2 separate regions of the Capra hircus genome follow, and region 1 is linked to region 2. A link is a contact called in public Hi-C data. All regions are on one chromosome and are shown on one strand. Each heading gives the region's core, a stretch centred on a gene start, on an enhancer-like site or on the middle of the called end of the contact. The rest is flanking DNA. Distances are from core to core; before and after follow the strand shown.

Evidence for each region. Hi-C and Micro-C count contacts between places; a contact is called where the count stands out from the background.
Region 1: a Hi-C map of blood shows a contact between it and region 2, with 4 times the contacts expected there. The contact joins two enhancer-like sites. A contact is called at or near these places in 3 of 5 Hi-C or Micro-C datasets (all in blood).

The regions. Positions count from the first base shown.
Region 1 is chr7:15,570,470-15,577,766 of ARS1.2, forward strand. The region is part of intron 3 of SPATA9 (spermatogenesis-associated protein 9); the gene reads left to right. The region is part of intron 3 of RFESD (Rieske domain-containing protein); the gene reads right to left. Among named protein-coding and RNA genes, the nearest start is that of SPATA9, 20 kb to the left of the region's middle. Within about 2 kb of position 3,367, at least 2 of the 5 cell types and tissues checked have an H3K27ac peak or open chromatin away from gene starts, as enhancers often do.
Region 2 is chr7:15,402,816-15,409,846 of ARS1.2, forward strand. No RefSeq gene overlaps it. Among named protein-coding and RNA genes, the nearest start is that of GLRX, 30 kb to the right of the region's middle. Within about 2 kb of position 5,001, at least 5 of the 5 cell types and tissues checked have an H3K27ac peak or open chromatin away from gene starts, as enhancers often do.

The DNA.
Region 1 (7,297 bases), core at 2,117-4,616, 170 kb after region 2:
CAAAATGCTTCCCAGATGGTGCTAGTGGTAAAGAACCCGCCTTGACACGACTGACGGACTTCACTTTCACTTTTCACTTTCATGCATTGGAGAAGGAAATGGCCACCCACTCCAGTGTTCTTGCCTGGAGAATCCCAGGGACTGGGGAGCCTGGTGGGCTGCCATCTGTGGGGTCGCACAGAGTCGGACACAACTGAAGCGACTTAGCAGCAGCATCAGCAGCCAGTGTAGGAGACGCGTTCAATCCCTGGGTCGGGAAAATCCCCTGGAGAAGGGCATGGCAACCCACTCCAATATTCCTGCCTGGAGAATCCCATGGACAGAGGAGCTTGATGGGCTACAGTCCACAGGGTCACAAAGAGTCAGACACAAACGAAGTGACTTAGCATGTGCACACACACTCTTGGAAGCCTTTGTGATTCTTATCTGAGGATAATTTCGATTCTGGAAAACTTTCAGCCATTATGTCTTCAAATATTGCCTCCTCATTTTCTCTGATCTCGTTCCAGAATGCCTACTAAACACACTTTTGAATCTTCTCATTTTAGTCCTGATGTCCATTTACCTTTCTTGTATTATCCTTTATCTCTTTTTGATACATCCGAATAATTTCCTCTGATCTGTCTTCCAGTTAACTAACTCTCTCCCGCTCTAATATGCTCTTTTACTTATTAAATGTACTTTAAGTTTCAAACATTATATTTGTCATCTCTAGAAGTTCTATAATTTTTGGTGTTTCCCTCCAAATTTCTACTTTTTAAAAAACATCGTTTTATAGAATTACATCTCTTTAATAACCACTTTTATTTTAAACATATTATTTATGATCTTTTTAAAGATTATTCTTTGAGGTTTAGGGGGATTGCTAATCTTCTGTCTATTGTGATCTATGTTGTGTCTACTCATTTTATTTCAACTGAAAATTTTTCTTCAGTAAGAATTTTTTTAAAATAGAAATACCTTCTGGCCTTGAGGATACAACAGTTTCTCTAGAGAATTTTGCTTGTGCTCAGGAGGGGTCAGTCCCTGGTAGAGACCTGCTTTCTCACCTTTTTGGTCTGGCTGCCACTGCTGCTAAGTCACTTCAGTCGTGTCCGACTCTGTGCAACCCCATAGATGGCAGCCCACCAGGCTCCCCTCCCTGTCCCTGGGATTCTCCAGGCGGGAACACTGGAGTGGGTTGCCATTCCCTTCTCCAAGGTGTGAAAGTGAAGTCACTCAGTCGTGTCCGGCCCTCAGAGACCCCATGGACTGCAGCCCACCAGGCTCCTTCATCCATGGGATTTTCCAGGCAAGAGTACTGGAGTGGGGTGCCATTGCCTTCTCCATTGCAGCTCTATAAAGGCCTGACCTCACCTCATGCACATCCAAGTCTCATCTTCACTCTGTTTATTAAAACTCAAGCCCTCAGTCCTTATTTCAGGATCCAGTAACATCATCATTCCTGAGACATGAAATCACACACTTACTGCTTGGCTTTTAGTTCCTGACATGGAAAGATTTATCCCTTCCTTCCTCCTCTTCTTTCATGTTCTGTAAACTTAGTCTGGTGTTACATTTTTGGAGTTTGATTTATATAGAATTTATAGGGTTTTTTTGTTTGTTTGTTTGTTTTTTTTTTTTGGTGAGAGGTTCCCCACTAGCTCAGTCTGCCACATTGCTGGAACCAGGTGTCCTTCAGGTTTACTTCTTAATATCTTTTACAGATTATAAGATGGTTAACTTTCTTTTTAAAAGTGAAATGTAATTCTACCCTTCTTCACTTACTTAATGAAGATTTACTGAAAACGACATGTAAAATCACGTATGGGTACTCAGTTCAGTTCAGTCACTCAGTTGTGTCTGACTCTTTGTGACCCCATGAACCCCAGCACTCCAGACCTCTCTGTCCATCACCAACTCCTGCAGTTTACCCAAACTCATGTCCATTGAGTCGGTGATGCCATCCAACCAGCTCATCCTCTGTCATCCCCTTTTCCTGCCCTCGATCTTTCCCAGCATCAGGGTCTTTTCAAATGAGCCAGCCCTTCACATCAGGTGGCCAAAGTATTGGAGTTTCAGCTTCAACATCAGTCCTTCCAGTGAATACCCAGGACCGATCTCCTCTAGGATGGACTGGTTGGATCTCCTTGCAGTCCAAGGGACTCTCAAGAGTCTTCTCCAACACCACAGTTCAAAAGCATCAATATTTCCGCACTCAGCTTTCTTTATAGTCCAGCTCTCACATCCATACATGACTACTGGAAAAACCATAGCCTTGACTAGATGGACCTTTGTTGGAAAAGTAATGTCTCTGCTTTTAAATATGGATTCATAAATGTCCTGTGGACTATAGGGATGATGGACAAGTAAGCTGTGACCACTGGGTGTACTGAGTGCATGATGAAAGTGTGCGGAGTGGATTATGGAAGCAACAACAAGGGGAATATAATTCCTAAGAGTAGTCGGTGTAGTCTTCCTAGAAGATGATACTGGATCTGAGGTGGGGAGGAAGGGAAATTATCCCAGTGAAGTAGTAGGAGAATCATTTGAGAAAGTAGACAATGTATATTAAGAAGCTGAGGCAAGAGCATGACTTACGTAGAAAATGTAAGTAGTTCCACAAGGCTGAAGTGAGACAAGTGGGAACAGTCCCAGGTCAGAGCTTCTGGGGTCCTTGAAGGTTAGGAGTGAGGAGGAAGCTTTTCTTGGGTAATGTGGATTAGCTAGGGCAGAGATTCGGAATTGCCACTGAAAGGAACCAAAGTTGTAGCAAGGAAGAAAGCAAATATCAAATCTGAAAGTCTCAGTGAGGATAGACATAGAAGTGTGAGCAGTGAAGTTTAGTGGCCTGGAGAATCTGAGGAACAACAGACAAATGTGTGAGGTGCGGTGGAGGTCAGTGGGTTGGTCTGTGAATGGAATGTATCCATGGCACCCAACTGTGCCGAGGGGTCAATGGCATATCACAGAGTTCAGCTTACCCAGAGTGGACTCCAGCCTGAATTCCTTCAAGAATGGTCAGGCTGCCTGTGTCAAGATGGAACTCTGTGGTGTGTGAAAATAAAAGGAGTCAAATGTGGAGAGTTGGGGTCAGGCCTGTCCAACTGGCTATCTTGCTGTGACACTTCCTTGGCACCTGGCTCTGTGGGTGCTGTCAGGCTGCTCCCCAAACCTTTCCCTGTTGTGCAGGGCTGAGGTTAGTGATGTATGCCTGCTTCTTCTGCAGGGGGCCTTAGGAATGGAAAACTGAGAATTTCTTGGTGATTTTCATTATGCCCAGCAGCAATACTTACAGAATGCTGCATCTGCTTAGCCTTGGAAGCTGCCTGCCCGAGTGAGGCCTGCAGCTGCTCTAGGCTGCAGTGACCTACATAGTCAGCTTGGAGGCTGACTTCAGCCAAGACACGTCAGCTCCCAGACATAGTTGCTGACTTTGGCACCCCAGCGCGGGGCCACAGGACCAGAAGCTCTGTCTATGGTAGAATCTTCTGTATAGTGACATTAGAGGAGTTTGGTTCTACTTTGTACACGTTCTCTGGAGTGGCGTGGTCCAGAAATGGGCAAACTAAACTCTTAGCCTCAGGAGTGCCTGTGCCATAAGTGGACCCCAGGGAAGTGTTGCTCCCTTTTTCAGGATGAAGAATCACAGACGCTTACCTAAGTAAAGTTTCTTCCTCACCCCCAGCCCTCCAAGGTAGACTCCAGTTTGGGGTTTAAACTATAAACCTCACAAATAGTGGGAACTTCTTTAGCTCCTTGAAGGGCTTGCCATGAGGCTATCTTGGGTGGTGTAATTCAAGACTGAGGGCTGGGGGGAGAAAGGACAATTCCTAGAAAGCAGAAGTATTAGAATCTTGAAGACATACTTTGGCAGGCTGGCCAAGAGGGTGAGATATTCGAGCTTTTATAGGACCACCCAATTAAGAGCTCATTCAAGGGTAATGCTCCACAGGCTGTTAATACTGGCATGCTGTTGTTGTTTAATCATTAAGTCATGTTCCACTCTTTCGCGACCCCGTGGACTGTAGCCTGCCAGTCTCCTCTGTCCATGGGATTTTCCAGGCAAGAATACTGGAGTGGGTTGCCATTTTTCCTCCCCCAGGGGATCTTCCTAACCCAGGGATCGAATCCACATCTCTTATGTTGCAGGTGAATTCTTTACCACTGAGCTATCTGGGAAGCCCCAATACTGGGATAAACAAAGTCAGAAAGCTTTCTTTCCTGTGGATTGCTAGGAGTCTTCCCTGCATTCATGAGTACTGTGGGTTGCTAAGCAAATTCATGATCAAGTAGCTTTTCCAAACTTATAGGAAACACTTTTTTCTGGACCTGTAAAAGCAGTATTTCTTCCAACACTTATTTGTGAATCACTGAATTAGAGTGTCCCCTATAACTCCCTTCTTATTTCATCAAGATGGTTTGGGACAACATAAATTCTCCAACCTTCAGATCCATAGTAAGTGGATCTCTATTTTCTAAGTAGCTTATATTCTGCTTTTTTGTGTGATTTATCTCATTGTTAGTGAAAATAAGTTGAAAATAGATATTTCTTCTATGAGACAAGGCAGTCAAAATTATATGGGAGAAGTAGAACATGAAATTATGTGGGAGGAATTTAAAACAAATGTTTTTACTGTTGAAATATCCATGTATTATATATGTTAACATTACCAAATTCAAAAAGGAAATATATGGATATAATATTGATATCACAATACTTTTAAATGCAAATAAAATAAAAACATGTAACAAAGAGGTTAAGATAAAATTTTTGAAACCAGCCAAGACAGTCTAGACAAAGCCTCCCTTTTTCCAAATTTCTCCCGTTTGTTTATCTCAGTTTTTGCCATATACTATTCCTGCTCATAGCAAACCCAAAATGAAACAGTGTGGTTTATAATATGAAAAACATGTATTGCAAGTGAGTCATAAAATGGAAAAATGGCTACTTAGCCAGTAGCCACATACATTTTGGAGGGTATGTATTTTTACAGGGGTGATTTATTATAGTAACAGCAAATATTTATTAAAAGCATTAAAATGGTGAAAAAGTTACCCCCAGGCAATATACAGATTTGTCATTCAGAAGCATAACATATATCAAATACATATTTATTTCTAAACTAATCCATTTTAATTACTTTTAGGTGAAGGACAAAAATCTGAAAAGAAAGATGCAGCAGAACAAAAACAGAGTAATTTTCCTGGCGTGCAGACCCCATTTTTATTTTATCTTGCGCGCAGACCCCATTTTTATTTTATCTTGCGCGCAGACCCCATTTTTATTTTATCTTGCGTGCAGACCCCATTTTTATTTTATCTTGCGTGCAGACCCCATTTTTATTTTTATTGTATATGACCTAACAATTATTGGACCTTCCACTACATCCATATATTCACAAACTCATGAATATTTTACTCTACTAGGAGGCATTCTGTTGGCACGTATCTGATTTCCTTCCGAATGTCTGCTCCCTCCTTACAGAGTTTGTCTCCTGTAGCCTAATAGTGGGACTCAAAGGCATGCTATCAATCCGAGTCTTTCAGCAAGAGTAAAACAGTAGCAGCAGCTTCATTTCCTGGAAGTGTTCTCCAAAGCCAGGAAGTCTGGGAAGTTTTCCAGACTGACTTGTGGAGAGAGTGGGCTAAAACTGCCCCTGCCTATTACTGTGTGCAGGAGCTGGCATGGCCTGAGGGTGGGGGTAAGAAGGAAAACCCCCCTCGCCCCTCCCTCCTCACCCCACCATCTCTCAGCTACTAGGCTAGATAGTATTCTTGGCTTCAGCATTCCATACATCACTTGAGAGGTGAAGGGAGATTGTGATGGACACCTTTGTTCTTCCGACTGAAGTGACTTAGCAGTAGCAGCAGCAGGGACAGCAGTAAGCAAAAACTCAGTACAACAAGCACTTAGAGCAGGACCTGGTATACAGGCCATACAAATGTCTGCTCAATGAAATGCTACCACCTGTTCTTCAGAAGCACCATGTAAAAGGCTGCAATGTTACCACTGGGTGGATACAGCATAATTCACCTAGCCACTCTGCTACCATTGTTTCAGTTTTTCAGTGTTATAACCTTTTAATCCAACCAGTCCATCCTAAAGGAGATCAGTCCTGAATGTTCACTGGAAGGACTGATGTTGAAGCTGAAACTCAAATACTTTGGCCACCTGATGCAAAGAACTGACTCACTGGAAAAGACCCTGATGCTGGGAAGGATTGAAGGCAGGAGGAGAAGGGGATGACAGAGGATGAGATGGCTGGATGGCATCACTGACTTGATGGACATGAGTTTGAGTAAACTCCGGGAGTTGGTGATGGACAGGGAGGCCTGGCATGCTGCAGTCCATGGGGTTGCAAAGAGTTGGACACGACTGAGCGACTGAACTGAACTAAACCTTTTAATGATCATATATATATATATATATACCATTTTCATTTGTGTGCTATTTTACAGTATTCGTGCCTGGAAAATGCCATGGGCGGAGGAGCCTGGCAGGCTACATACAGTTCATGGGGTTGCAAAGAGTTGAACATGACTGAGCCACTTCACTTCATTGTGCATTTGCATAATTTTATATTTACAGCCTATACCTTCTGGGAGTTTTTGAAGCCTCTGAGTGACTTGGCTCTCCAGAGAAGTATGACTAGCTGCCCCTTCACTGATAAAGGGGAAGGGAATGTTCTTCCTACCATCATCATTTCATATCCTTATAGCATAATTCACCTAAAAGCCACAGAGGTGGCCTCTAAGAGTTACAGTTCCCTCAAACTGAATATATTGTGGTGAGGCAGGGACACATTCTAGAAGCTAGAAAAATCTGAGAGACAAATTCTTTATTAGTGTAAACCTCTACATTGCAAAAAGCATGCTGGATATGAGTGCAGAGTATTTGCTGAAGCTTAATGATCATCTAAGATTAATACTGGCCTTCAGCAGTCTCATGATTAACACTTCCAGGCAGGTCATTAATCTCCAGGAAATGCCCGGTATTTTCATTGCTGTTTGCTTAATTGAAGAAGTGAATAATTTAGTAAAGGATGACTACGTGAATTTCAACAGACTGTTTTTCTAATAAGCACAGCAGCACCCCCTAGTGAGCACACTTGGTAAACGTCAAAAACCAAAAATCAGATTTTGGAAATGGGAGATTTTTTTAATAGATTTGTCATAGGTTTTAATTAGCAAAAGAAAGTATCTTTTTGTAAAGGAGGAAGACATTATATTTTCAAGGTGTGGGAAAACTGAGATCTAAAGTAGATGACTATCAATATTTGAATTCTCATTTTACAATAACATAAGATTTAACATG
Region 2 (7,031 bases), core at 3,751-6,250:
GGCTTCCCTGGGAGCTCAGTCAGTAAAGAATCTGCCTGCAATGCAGGAGACCTGGGTTTGATTCCTGAGTCAGGAAGGTCCCCTGGAGAAGGAAATGGCAACCCACTTCAGTAATCCTGCCTGGAGAATCCCACGGACTGAGAAGCCTGGCTGGGTTCAGTCCATGGGGTTGCAAAGAGATGGGCATGACTTAGTGAACTAAATCACCACATGTACGTATAACTGAATCACTTTGCTGAATAGAAGTGATTAACACAACATTGTAAATCAACTATACTGTAATAAAAGAGGAAACAAAAATAAACACAGTTGGCTAAAACAAACCTCATTCCTTGCTGCTAAGGAAGACTCTTCGGTTAGGACCAGTGACAGGCTGGTGGGCCAGGGTCTCCCTGAGTTCATGGTCCTTGATCAGCTTCACCTGGTGAGGGCCAACTGTGAGAAACACGTCCTCAGTTGTTATCCCTCCTAGGCAAGGGCTGCTGTTCCAGAAAACCTTCCTTTACACTTCTTCCCTCAGCCTTGCCTTATTTCCTCACTTTAAAATTTCACACAAGGAATATTTTCTAAATGGAAATGAAGTGCGTGTGTTTGCCATCAAGCCCTTTCCCTGTATCTTCAGATGCTTTGGAGTCGTCACCTTAACCCCTTTGAAAGTGAACTGTGTCCTGCAGTTAAGCAGGGAGAGTGGCATAGCTGTGATCATGCACAATCTTCTGGCTGCAGGTCACGGGGCATCTGATCGTCCCCCAAAGATACAATTATTGTGTTACGCTTCAGAAGCAAACTTTATAATAAGGTAACAGAGCAACAAGGAGCCATCTGAGAAATGAATCTTAAGCAGTAAACACACATACCAAAAAAAAAAACTCTCAAAAAACAACAACACTGCTACTTAATGCCCACTGAATATAATTTCCCCCCTCTAGAATAAAGCTTATTTCTACCAAATATAGCCAAGTTAAGACTAATTTATTTGCAAAATAAGTCTGGTTTCAATAAACTTAGCCTGATCATTTACACAAGTGTAATTGATCATACAGGCTCTTTGAAGTTGGCTGTGCTAGAACTTTTTATAAAGAATCTCAAACTGAACTTGTAAAATGCCTCTCAAGCCAGGAAAGCCACAACAAGGACTTGCCATCAGAATCGCTTGCAGTATCTCTTAGATTTGGGTGGATTCCTCTCTTCTTGAGGTCTCATGCTAGGAGGCAGCCTTTCTTATTCACCTTCCTGATGAGGCTGCTGGAAACCTAAGTGTTTCCAATTTCTGGGGGGATCCAGTAGAGAGAAAAGAGTTTTGATTTTACTTACAAAGTTATAATTTACCAAACTGCTGTCAGTCATAGTTAGCTTGAGGAGAAAGGCTTCCTTACACCTGTAAAACACAGGTTAAAACCAGTAATATTGCAGACAGAACCCAAAGTTGGCGCTAGTGGTAAAAAACCTGCCTGTCAATGCAGGAGATGTACGAGATACAGGTTTGATCCCTGGGTGGGGAAGATCCCCTGGAGGAGGGCATGGCAACCCACTCCAGTATTCTTGCCTGAAGAATCCCACAGAAGAGCCTGGTGGGCTACAGTCCATAGGGCTGCAAAGAGTCAGACACAGCTTAGCAACTAAAAAACAACAAAATAACAACAAGTATTACACTTAATGCTGATGACTTTATTGACCTTTCTCAATGCTTAAAGGCCTTTTAAGATAAACAGGGAAGGTTTGGGGAGTGGTAAAAGGATTGGTAGGCTTCCAATTGTTTTCGGAGTCACACTTCTAGTTCTGAAAAGACGAGATTTGTAAAACAAGGACAGCTGTTTTTAATTCCTCAAAAAACTGGGTGGCCACCTTAATGATATCAAAGGACTGACATACTAATTAAACTATGTTGGAATATTTTTCTTATCCTCATTTAGCTCAGGAGAAGAAGGCCAAAAAAAAAAAAAAATCTATCGGACTCAGAATATCAGCTAAATTTATGAGTTCAGTTAGCCTCACATCTGGGTAATCCATTTACAAAAACTTTTGAGAATCCTCCCTGGGTTTAAAAAATTCTTCAATTATGGCCCTCGGCTTGGCCTTTGAGCTGAAGGGTTCTGCCTATAGCCTCAAGCGGTCCCATTTCTAAAGCAATCATTTAGTAGTCTGTCCAGGGTGGACAGGCAACTCAGAGGATTACTAGAATGAGCACTCAAATGAAGGATAGAGAGGAATAGATAGATAGTTACGAGGCAGGAGATAGATGGGGCCCCCAGGGCAAACAGCAGGGCAGGCGTCTGAGCCCTGCACAGACTGAAGATAAGCCAGTCCATAGTTCTCATTCTCAAAGTCAGGAAACCTCCCTGACTACACATGCTTCTTGGAGGTCAAAAGGGGAGTGATGCTCGGCAATGCTAACGACCCACAGCCTCTTCAGGAGAACCCATCTTGACTAAGAGACGCACGCACACATGGGAGACTCTTGAGACATACCTGGTACAGACTCTGAACCAGGCAAATCAAAATGACAGGCCAAAGGAGGCCTGGAAGAAATGCCCCGTAGAGGTGATTTAAACTTACAAACATAGAAGTGATGTAAACTACCATGAGGGCACAGCGGTCTTTCTCCGAGTCGGCTTGTGTTCTATCCACACATGCTGTAGTTTTTCCTCCCAATAATCACTTCATGTGTTCCACTACCTTTGTCTTTGTGGAAATTCTTTTTCTGCAAAGCCAAAGGGCCAGGGCCTTGTCCCTGACCCCCTGGTCTAGCGGCTCGGATCTGATGCTCTCTTTGCTGTGACCCGATGTCAATCTCTGGCCAGGAACTGAAAGCCTGCTTCAAGCCGCTGCAAGCCATCTGAGACCAGTACATCAGTCTTTAGCTTTTGTTTGTTTTAGGTACTTTTCATATCCTTAATCTTTCATTAGCCTTCTAGAACAGATCTTTCGATAAGGCTAATTTGGAATTTTGAAGACTTTAGAGTCTTCTGCATTCCAGTTAAAATAGGAACAGCATTTTAAGATGAGCGTTTTATCTGCCTTCAGAATGCAAGAGACAGCAAGAGGCTCAGCTTTGATCCCTGTGTTGAGAAGATCCCATGAAGAAGAATGGCACCCTACTCCAGTATTCTTGCCTGGAGAACCCCATGGACAGAGAAGCCTGGTGGGCAAAGAGGTCAGAAAGAGTCGGATATGGCTGAGTGACTGAGCACAGAAGAATTTTCAAGCCAAAGGATCCAAGGAACTAAGCCCTACAAATACTTTCTCTGGCTCATCTAATTTTAGAAAAGAGAAAAATTCTTACCACTCTTGCTTCCAGCAGACCCTGCAGGCAGGGATCCAGGAGGCTGACTGACAGCCTCGATAAGAAATTGCTCTCTGCTGACTTTCTCTGTGCACACAAAAGTCAGCTTTGCAGGGTCAAAAGAACCCCATTGTGGCCATTTCAGGGCAGGATTTCCTTTAATTCCCAATTAAGTACTTGAAAAGTGAAATTGCTCAGTTGTATCCTACTCTTTGAGACCCTGTGGACTGTAGCCCACCAGGCTCCTCCATCCATGGGATTCTCCAGGCAAGAATACTGGAGTGGGTTGCCATTTCCTTCTCCAGGGGATATTCCTGACCCAGGGATCGAACCTAGACATAATGTTCGGCCTTTGAGGCATAAAAGTTTCCCATTATCAGTGCAGTGGTTGAACTCAGATATGAGATTTGATCCCAACAGCTTTCTGAGGGTAGTGTGAAGGAGCGAATGCGCACTGCTTCTGCGCCCTTGGGTCAGTTAGACTCTTCTAACACCTCGGTGTCTCTCTGTGACTGTCTTAAAAACACCGTGGGTTCTCACAGCACTAAGATCGGTCCTTCCCTTGGGGGCCCCTGGAAGGGCAGCATTTACTTGCTGGTTTCAGTGGGGTCCCCAAGAGGACTGCTGCACGGCAGGAGGATGGATCCTCAGACACTTTGCTAGGTTCTAAGTCATCTGAGAACATCTTGTGGCCGGAAGAAGCAAGTGTCCCTTGCTCTTCGGAGCTAAATGAATCAGTCTCTCGCTTTAGTAGTAGAAGTTCTGGGTAGACCAAGTTTATATGCTTATTTTCTAATGTTTTTCTCACATAAACTGCAGCATGCTTTTGATACAGTTCTATAACGTACCTCCTTCTTTTAATATCTCTTAGCCAGTTCTATATTAACAACCTACTTCTTTTTAAATCGTTACATGGTATATTATTTCTGGATGTACCAAATATTTTTAAATAGAAACTTAAATGGGATGTTAAACTTCATACAGATTTTTCCCAGTCTCATATATTTACAGTACTCTATAATAATAAGTCGGAGAAGGCAATGGCACACCACTCCAGTACTCTTGCCTGGAAAATCCCATGGACGGAGGAGCCTGATGGGCTGCAGTCCATGGGGTCGCTAAAAGTCAGATGCGACTGAGCAGCTTCACTTTTACTTTTCACTTTCATGCATTGGAGAAGGAAATGGCAACCCACTCCAGTGTTCTTGCCTGGAGACTCCCAGGGACGGGGGAGCCTGGTGGGCTGCTGTCTGTGGGGTCGCACAGAGTCGGACACGACTGAAGTGACTTACCAGCAGCATAATAATAAGTACCGCTAGTCCCTGGGGGCTCAGCTGGTAAAGAATCCGCCTGCAATGCGGGAGACCTGGGTTCGATCTCTGGGTGGGAAGATTACTCTGGAGAACGGAACGGCTACCCACTCCTGTATTCTGGCCTGGAGAATTCCATGGACTGTATAATCCATGAGGTCACAAAGGGTCGGACACGACTGAGCGACTTTCACGTAATAATAAGTATTCATTAAGGTGATGCAGACATGTCTTTGGAATCATTTTTAAAAGGCTAAAAATTACGTTCAGGATAACTCTGCCTTAAAGCATATTTTCAATGAAATTGTTTGTGGAGATCAAATAGAGAATGCTCTTTAATCTCACCACCCACCCTTCCGGAAGATTCCTCACAAGCACTATTCTGTGCTGCCACTAGGTGGTGCTCCAACCACGATGTCTCTATGAGCCTCGGAAACCGGTTTCAGTTCCCCAGCCCTAGGTTAGGCAAGATAGGAAATGAAATCACATTGCATGGAATGTTTCTCAGTTTTCACAGGACCCAGAGTGAGGCTGACAACCGTAAACCGCTCTATTCGGGAAGGCAGTGGTAAGGAAATGACCAAGCCAACATGGGGTCGGGTGGGGGACGGGAAGTGACTTATTCCCCTACCTCAGGGGCTGGCCCAGTGATGCTGAAAGGTGAGGCCACGACCCAGCTCACACAGATCCCCTCCAGACCTTCCAGCCACCACAGCCAGGCCGACGCGTGCGCTACGGCAAGGTCTAGAGCGGGAGGACCCATACGTGGGCCGTGTGTGTGTGCGCGCGCGCTTAGTCGCTCATTCGTGACCAATTCTTTGCAACTCTATGGGCCATAGCCCGCCAGGCTCCTCCATCCATGGGATTCTCCAGGCAAGAATACTGGAGTGGGTTGCCGTTTCCTTCTCCAGGGGATCTTCCCGATCAAGGGATTGAAGCCCGGTCTCCTGCATTGCAGGCAGAGCTTTTACCGACTGAACTATGAGGGAAACCCTTATATGGGGGCCTGAGGTCTGCTGTAGCTCTGCTCTGCCCAGATATGTGCCCTGTGGTGAGGGCAGCCTGCCACAGCCTGAACGAAGCTTCTGTCCCCATCCCTGGAGTTCTTTCAGGACATTCAGCTTCCCAAGTGAGTGCTGAGTCACTTCAAGGAAAACAGGTCTCCATACCTTCTGCTGCTACGGCTGCTAAGTCGCTTCAGTCGTGTCTGACTCTGTGCGACCCCCTGGATGGCAGCCCACCAGGCTCCCCCATCCCTGGGATTCTCCAAGCAAGAACACTGGAGTGGGTTACCATTTCCTTCTCCAATGCATGAAAGTGAAAAGTGAAAGTGAAGTCGCTCAGTCGTGCCCGACTCTTAGCCACCCCATGAACTGCAGCCCACCAGGCTCCTCTGTCCATGGGATTTTCCAGGCAAGAGTACTGGAGAGGGGTGCCATCATCTTCTCCGATCTCCATACCTAGGCCAGTTTAAAAACACAGGCCAGAGTGTGTGATATACTCATGAATGTGACAGGGCCACAAAGAAAGAAGCAATCTGTGTGGGCCAGGGCACTGAAAAGCTTTCACAACAGAGGTGACACTGCGAATGAAGAGAGCTGAAATGTCTGGAGAGAGATCGGGCCTTGGAGAGGAGGAGGGCATGGTAACCCAGACACAACTGAGCGACTTCACTTTCACTTTCTTTCAGAGTTCTAGGGGCTGGGGGAGGCACCCGGGGAGGCACCCTGGAGGCCAGGAAAGGAGGAGCCCCAGCGCCCCACTCCCACCCCAGCCCCAGCAGCTCCAGCTGGTAGGGTTCTGTACAAGCTTTGAACAAAGCACCCCCCTGCTTTTTCCTCTAACTTGGAACCGCTGATCTAGTCCAAGCTGCTCGTTTTACAGATGAGGGCACTGAAGCTCACTGGGGACCTTCCCGGAGCCACAAGCAGTGGGGTACACTCCGGACACACTGCAGAAGGGAGGACAGAGTGTCCGTGAGGGGACCAGAAAGGACCACATCTCATCTGACCCACAGGTTATAAAAGCACGTTTGTCGAACCACGTAAAACTAAAGCCAGTTTGTATTTTGCCTCTCAGGTTCAATTAGGAGATACGATTTTTTCTCTTTCCAGAAACAAAGACATGGAACCTCAGATGCAATGCACATACCTGACTAAACCCCAAAGCACATCCCTAGAACCAGCAAAGTAACTGAGTCATCAGTTAAAGGAAAGGCAACCCCCTGGAAAACCCCACGAACAGAGGAGCCTGGCGGGCTGCAGTTCACAGCGTCCCAAAGAGTCAGACACACCTGAGCAGCTGCGCATGCGCACACACAGTAGCTTCAGGACAGCAGAGGGCCCACTTTATGCTGACCAGCTCCATCTTCACTTGGGCTGTCCCGGAGGGAAGGCAAAATGCCAACAGTTGCAGGCATACAGACTTAAAGTCTTCCA